2 separate regions of the Danio rerio genome follow, and region 1 is linked to region 2. Evidence: chromatin contacts called from public Micro-C data. All regions are on one chromosome and are shown on one strand. The core of a region is the stretch at or near the end of the contact, and the rest is flanking DNA. Distances in the headings are between cores, read along the strand shown. Region 1 holds the start of sp2 (sp2 transcription factor). Region 2 holds the start of wipf2a (WAS/WASL interacting protein family, member 2a).

The links. Hi-C and Micro-C count contacts between places; a contact is called where the count stands out from the background.
Region 1: a contact with region 2 is called in a Micro-C map of caudal fin, with 5 times the contacts expected there. The contact joins the promoter of sp2 here to the promoter of wipf2a in region 2. A contact is called at or near these places in 2 of 18 Hi-C or Micro-C datasets (caudal fin and an unstated tissue).

Annotation. Positions count from the first base shown.
Region 1 is chr11:12,479,694-12,483,300 of GRCz12tu, forward strand. It overlaps sp2 (sp2 transcription factor), which reads right to left and starts at 1,334. Exons shown (of 8, transcript NM_001099982.2): 1 at 1,309-1,334; 2 at 1-37. The coding sequence starts at 1,315. gpr179 (G protein-coupled receptor 179) reads left to right here and starts at 1,712. Exons shown (of 13, transcript XM_073916481.1): 1 at 1,712-1,777.
Region 2 is chr11:12,329,010-12,332,473 of GRCz12tu, forward strand. wipf2a (WAS/WASL interacting protein family, member 2a) reads right to left here and starts at 1,887. Exons shown (of 8, transcript XM_005155759.6): 1 at 1,512-1,887. LOC141376560 (a long non-coding RNA gene) reads left to right here and starts at 1,336. Exons shown (of 2, transcript XR_012387068.1): 1 at 1,336-1,961; 2 at 2,539-3,464.

The DNA of each region.
Region 1 (3,607 bases), core at 84-2,583, 150 kb after region 2:
CTGACTGCGACAGTGGTGGCCATACTGTCCTTTTGATCTGTGAGAAGACAAAGGTAAATCTATTCATGCAATGAAAAGATCAAAACTCTCCAACTGTGAGAACAAAATAATCCAAGACATTTGAGATCATATTAATCTGTAGCTTGCACAATTTTTAAAGCACCACAACATTTCAATCAAAAGTGCGTGAACAGAACTGAAAAAAAAACAAATGCTCTGACTTTTTTGTTCAAAATAAAATAACCACTAACAGCATGCACTTTTTTTAGTTAGGACAAGTGTAGCTAAGGAGGCGTTACCTGAGATAATCTAAACCCCCGAGAGCAGTGATTCAGCGAGGCAGGGTTTAAAACTCAGTCCACTAATAGCACACAGTGGCACTTCACAGTGTAAAATATATTCAATCCTGGTCCTCAAGTGCTGGGCTATTCCAGAATTAGCACTGAGATGCACAGCTTTAGTATATACACATCTATGGTAAACATCCTGAACTGACCCCATATGTGGACAAATATCTCCGGTCACAACCAAAACAAACGCTTGCTGTTATGATGCTTTCTGACGGCTGTCAAAGCGAACAAAACAAACTCGACATGTTTATGTACTGGAAAGCGAACAAAAACTCAATGCGTGCATGTATTTCAATTACATCAATTTTATAGACAGTTTATAGGAAATATTTTGCAAGTTCGATACATTTAAAACTTGTTCTCATAACGTTTCATTCATTTCTGATTTATTTTCCTCAGTATGAAAATCCCGACGGTATCATTAACAGCCAACGTGTGTGTTTTTACACTACAATTTCAACAGCACTGAAGAAAAAAATGTTTTAATGACTATGTGGCTTGATAAAAGATGCAAGCTGCTAACGCTAACAAGCTAAAACGTCAGAAGCCTGCAAGTGGTTGAGCTATGCTAATTGAATGCTTTAAAATATCTCATCAGTTTGATTTTATATTTAGTTTTTAATCAGTCGATCACGTGTTTACGACTTTTTTACGAGCATGCAGACCGCTTTATAAGGGTTATCCTGACTGCGTGCAGACAGACTCAAGAGTGCGCTGATGGAGGAGGAAACTGCTGGCTTAGCATGCTAAAGTGCTAACTAGCCAGATAAACTCTTCGCTGCGGAAAAGAACAGTGATTCCGGAAGTGTGCATTTATTTGAATCGCAGTGCTACGTTTGATTAAAAAAACTCATGCGTGCGAGCTACGATATTTAACATATATCGGTCCGTTCGCTCGTGAAAATGTTTAAGAAAGTAACATTGTAATATAAACATCAACGTTATAATTCCTACCCACCGCTCATGACGACATTCACTCTCCGTGAAGCCTTGAAGAGCCCACAAAAGATACCGCCCCACCGGGGTCTACTGGCCAATCAGGTTACTTGTCAATCATCTAGAGCTAAAAGTGATAACCAATCAGAAAACAGCTTTTGCCTGATTGACATTTGTTCTGACTAATGAAAAGACGTCGTTTTTCTATGACAGTTGAAGGATATATGTTTGACCAATGGGTTGTCGAGTTTTTAGTAGAGAGGCGGGGGTTGTGAGGCTATCAAAATAATGAGGCGAACCAATGATACGCAGGTATGAATTTAACTGACTTTTCGTTTAGCCAGTCAGAAACGTAGAAAGGATATCAATCAAAAGTAATTGACAACAATCGCTATTAATCAACCTTCGCAAATTGTGTCGGTTTTGCCTTGCATTATGAACGCAGGTGGCCGGGCTACTGTGTCTTCTGAAAAGAGTTACAGAACCTAAAGGTGATGGACAAACACCAACATGTTTTAATTCTCCAAAATGAAATTGTTCTGTCTGTAAATGGAGACTTTTGTTTGTAATTGCAATATTAACTTTAGCCGGTACTAGTGTTTAGGCGTTCTTAACTCGTTTACTGTCTGTAACGTTAATGAGAATACAGTTGTGTGTGCTGCTGTCCCATGAAAATGTTTAGGATAACGTTAACCCCTCGGTAAATGTGTGATATTACCAATATATAGTGATTTGAGCAACAAGTTATAGTCATACGAAAAATTAATAAATAAACAAAAGACAATTCAAAAAGTCATGGAAACTATATTTACCTTCGATCGACCCACTAGCCTCAATCAAGTTTGGGTTTTGGCCGTTTGTAAGAAAAAGTTAGGGCACCGCTTGTTTTGGATAGCCCTTAGGTAAAGTAAAATGTGTGACATTACCGATATATAGTGATGCTAGCAACAAGAAATGCAGTTATATAAATTATTGGTGTTATTACAAAAGTATTACTAAAGAAACGCGTTATTTCAGATTCCTGGAATGATTGGATGTGTCCAACAAATAAAAGTATCCAAGTGACTAAAGAATGGGAAAAAAAAAAAAAACCAGCAATTCAAAAAGCAAGAAGTACTTTCTCTATTCATTTGCCAATAGAGATTTACAGAAACTGCTGTTATTTGGTTTGTTTGTAATCTATATCTCTTTTTGGCATAACATAACATTGGTGCCATCTTTTCAGACACTGTAATATTAATTTTTAGATACGAAAATGTATTTAATCCAGATGTTTTAAGAAATCGATATTTGGCAGAATGACCTCAATATTCAATCACAACAAACATTGAAAACATTTGTTATTCTTACTAATTGTATTTTCGGGAAAAGTAAAAATTCTATAAATGGCCATTTTTATACAAAAATTTAAAGAAATGTTATCTTGATGTTTACATAATGAATAGATTAGATATACTCAAAGTGGGGCTCGTGGCCAATTGTAACCTTTGATTTGGCAATCATCCTAACTTACTGGATAGTGAGAATGATGGAGAGGGTTGGGGTGAATGCCTTAAACAGACTGTCATTTCTAATTTGACGTAACATTTTTTGTTAGAGCAAAGTCCCATTCATCGCTGCTTGCAGCTTTACTTTGTTAGTTTTATTGCTGAGCTACAAATAAAGCAAACTAAAATTAAATGACTAAATCTTGTAAAAGAATCTTTGAATTTTTAAAAATGTAAATACTGTCATTTAACAGATAGAGGGCTATGCAGAAGATATTGGCGAGCAAGTTAAGCCAAAAACAAGTGTAATTCTGTTAGAAATGGGATTTTGCTTTTACTGTAATAAGTTCATTATAAAATGTAAAAAATGTATATATATATATATATATATATATATATATATATATATATATATATATATATATATATATATATATAAAATCACCATGATTGGATGTGTTAAAAAAAATAAAAGTGTCCAAGTAACTGGATGAATAAACTATTCAAAATGCAAATTGAGAGGTGTTCACTTTTTTCAGGCTGATTCCAGAAGTATTTTTTCCATTCATTTGTAAATCCAATAGAGATTTACAGAAACTATTGTTGTAATTTGGGTTGTTTTTAATTTAAATATCTTTTTTCGGCATAAAATAACAATGCTGACATCTTTTCAGACATGTTAATATCAATTATCAGGTACAAAAATTAATTTAATCCCTATGTTTTAAGACATTGATATTTGGCAAAATAAGCTTGATTTTTCAAACTACAACAAACTTTCTTACCTCTGTTATTCTTACCAAATGTCCTTTTGAGAAAAATGAAAATGCTATA
Region 2 (3,464 bases), core at 637-3,136:
TCTTCACATTGCTGCATAACATGTCAAAACAAGCGAGCATCTCTGCTTTAATCAGCTAAACCAAATCTGTCAGCAACCATGTTTATTACACCCAGCTGCTGCAAGAATTGGTTTGAGATTAATGACATGCATAAAAGTACATGCGATGTCAATATTGTAAGGTTGGAGTTCGTCTTTATAGTGACAGCTGGCTTTGTTTGCTATGGAGTTAAAGATTCAAATCAAATTTGACATAAAGCTGTCTTCGAGGTCATTTTGTAAGATAATTAATTGTTTAATTAATTGAGTGTAATAAAAGTCATTATTGACACATTTCACATTCACAATTATGAAATTTGATTTAGATTTTTCTTTGCCACATGTAAATAGTCTCATCACAGATAGTTTTTCACCCTATAAAAGTATCAAATTTAATATGCAAAATTTTATGGCCTTGCTTTTACTAAAGATACAGCAGAAAAATGTGCTGTAGACAAACTTCAATGCATTCTGTCATCTGACTGATAGTTTTAAAATACTTTAGCAAGTTATCATTCAGTCATGGAATATGTCTTATGCAGTAAAATCCTTTAAAATGTTACATTCTAGAGTAATATTTTTTAGATTAAAACTAGAATAAAGCAACTGAGATTTTAATATCTGCAAATCATTTATTTTAATGTTTTTGTGCATCTCTAATTCATCACTATCATTATTTCTATTACTATTACTATGCAACTCTACATGTATTTTAAACAAATAGTCTGCTTTTGCAGGTATAAAGAAACTATCTTAAAGCTGAACAAACATTTTGGTCTTCTGGATAAAAATGTTATGTATAAATTAAATATAATAGAGAGCATACTGTATATTAGCAATTTAAATGTGTTTTATACGTTGAATAATGTATGTGTCGAATACGTCTGAAAAACATAGAGGGTTATTTCTTGTTTGGCCTTAACAGATGCGTCTGAATGCATAATACAATAACAGAACTATTTGAAGAACATAATCATTAAAATAAGTATACTTAATATTAACTGGTGTCACACCAGACCAGTGTTTTCGTAGTTTTCAACTCTTTCTTTGTCGTGAGTCTAAAACAAGGAAGTGAAAAATTCAGAGCTCAGCTTGTGAACATGACGTGTCTGACCATCTTCGTGTCTAAATATTTAAACAGACTGTCTGTGACCATACCTGTCATGCCACAAACATCCTGAACTAGTTAAATCAATTACATGTGTGTATAGAAGGCAAAACCAAAAGTTTTAGGACAATAGGAATGTCTTCAAAAGCACATTATTGTGATCCATGAACGAACGGTTCTTTTGAGTCGAATCTTTTGAAAGAATCGGTTCTCAAACCCGGTCAAAGGACTCGTTGATTAATAAACAACCCAAGCGAAACACACGAATTCAAAAAACTTTTCACAAAGTCACTTGCGCTTCTTGTACAATATGTGTAAGGAGCTATAACAACTATATTAATAATATTAGTCACTATCTGTAACGTAAATACGTCGGCAAGCTTACCTGTCGGTCGCGATGTGACTGATATCTTATCCCAAACAACATTAATGTCACACAGTAACCGTCTGTTCTTCAGCCGATGATCTTCTTCTGCCTATCCGGTCACCGAATAAACACGGGAAAGTTAGTTAACTAACGTTAAGTTAGTCGGGCGAGAGCTTACAGTGGTGCGCTGTCATATTGACGGCTGGTTTCTGCCAACTCTCTAAAGTTGTTACAAACCGTCCACGGCGAGAAATGAAAGCACGAAAGGCAAAGATTTACAGAACCTTATCGCTTGTTGACATTAACATTGCTGCCCTGTGAATTGGGGCGATGTTGTTTCACGACAGACCGCTGGGCTTCAGCGAACCCAGTTCAATGGAATCCCGGAAATCCCGCAGTCGGTACAAAATGGAGGCAGGAGGCCGAAAAAAACCGAATGCAACCGGAAAGTGAGACCTGTACGTTAGGGTAACTACATGGATAAGCTCTTTCTCTTGTAAAGTTAAAAAAGCCAAAACGTTATAGCAGTTTATTGTTACAAAACAAACAAAAACAATGTCGTTAAAAGTCAATCTGCCATATTTTTTAATTAAATAAATGATTTAGGGTAACATAGGCACTTGTAACAAAAGCAACTCTCTTATCAAATGAAACAATGGTTTTATTAAAATATAAATGCAGTAATTATTTTTTGTGCCAATAATATAATTTGTATAACCATGGTTAAAGGAATTTGTGTTTTAACAACGTTTTGGCAAAGCCAATTTTCCAAGTTTGTTTATTATAATTTAAAAAATAGTTCTCAGAAAAGAACAGAAAGGAAGCAAGAACATTGTCAAAGACTTCAATGTGACTTCAGTGGGTCTACCAAAATCAAAATATCTAAACATGACTCTTCACCAATATTTTTAAGGCAGAACATTTATTAGGGTACAGTTTGACATATTGCTATAAGAGTTTGTAGCACAACCATAATTCATGTAGTAATGGTGCCACTTGATCAGATGTTTTAACAATGTTTTACATCATTTTCTTGTCTTCTAAGGACCATTGCTGTCTATGGAGAATGGTAGAGCTTTGATTTAATCTAGAATACCTTCATTTGTGTTCTGAAGATGAACAAATATCACATGGGAGTGGAATAACGTGTGAGTAAATAACAACATTTCAAAACATTCTGAAAATAATTTCCTTTAATTGCAATTAGTGATGTTAATAACGAGTTTCTGAAGTTTACAAATAGTATTGTTTACTTGTTAGCACAAATATGTGATTTTGTTTGGTCAGTTCTTGGCAAATGAGATGTTAATTACGTTACAAATGTTTGTATGTGTGCTTAGATTTTTTTTAAAACTACATATGTGAATATTTTTTTGTTTTTTTTTTTTGTTTTGTTTTTTTAAAGTAAAAGAGTACTCCAAAATTACAAGTGAAAATACAGGTATGCAGCATGCCGCCAAAATATACTTAAACGGAAAGTTCACCCAAAACTGTTCTGTCATCATTTACTCACCCTACAATTCCAAACCAGTTTGAGTTTCTATCTTCTATTTAACACACAAAAATGATATTTAAAAAAAAAAAAGCTGTAAACCTGTATCCACTGACTTCCATAATATTTGTTTTTCCTAGAGGTCAATAATTACAGGTTTACAATGTCTTCAAAGTAGCTTCTTTTGTGTTCAACAGAATAAAAAAAAAAAACTTAAAGAGTAAAGAGTAATTTTTTTTTTTTTTTTTTTTGTGCGAACTTGAAGTAAAAGTAATGTTTAACCTAAAAGTTCATTTAGCAATATTTGAAAAATGCTTTTGACCACAGTGCTGGACCAAGTCCATTCAGTCATTTTATTTTCAGCTTAGTCCCTTTATTAATCTGGGGTCGCCACAGTGGAATGAACCACCAATTTATCCAGCATATGTTTTACGCAGCGGATTCCATTCCAGCTGCAACCCATCACTGGGAAACATCCA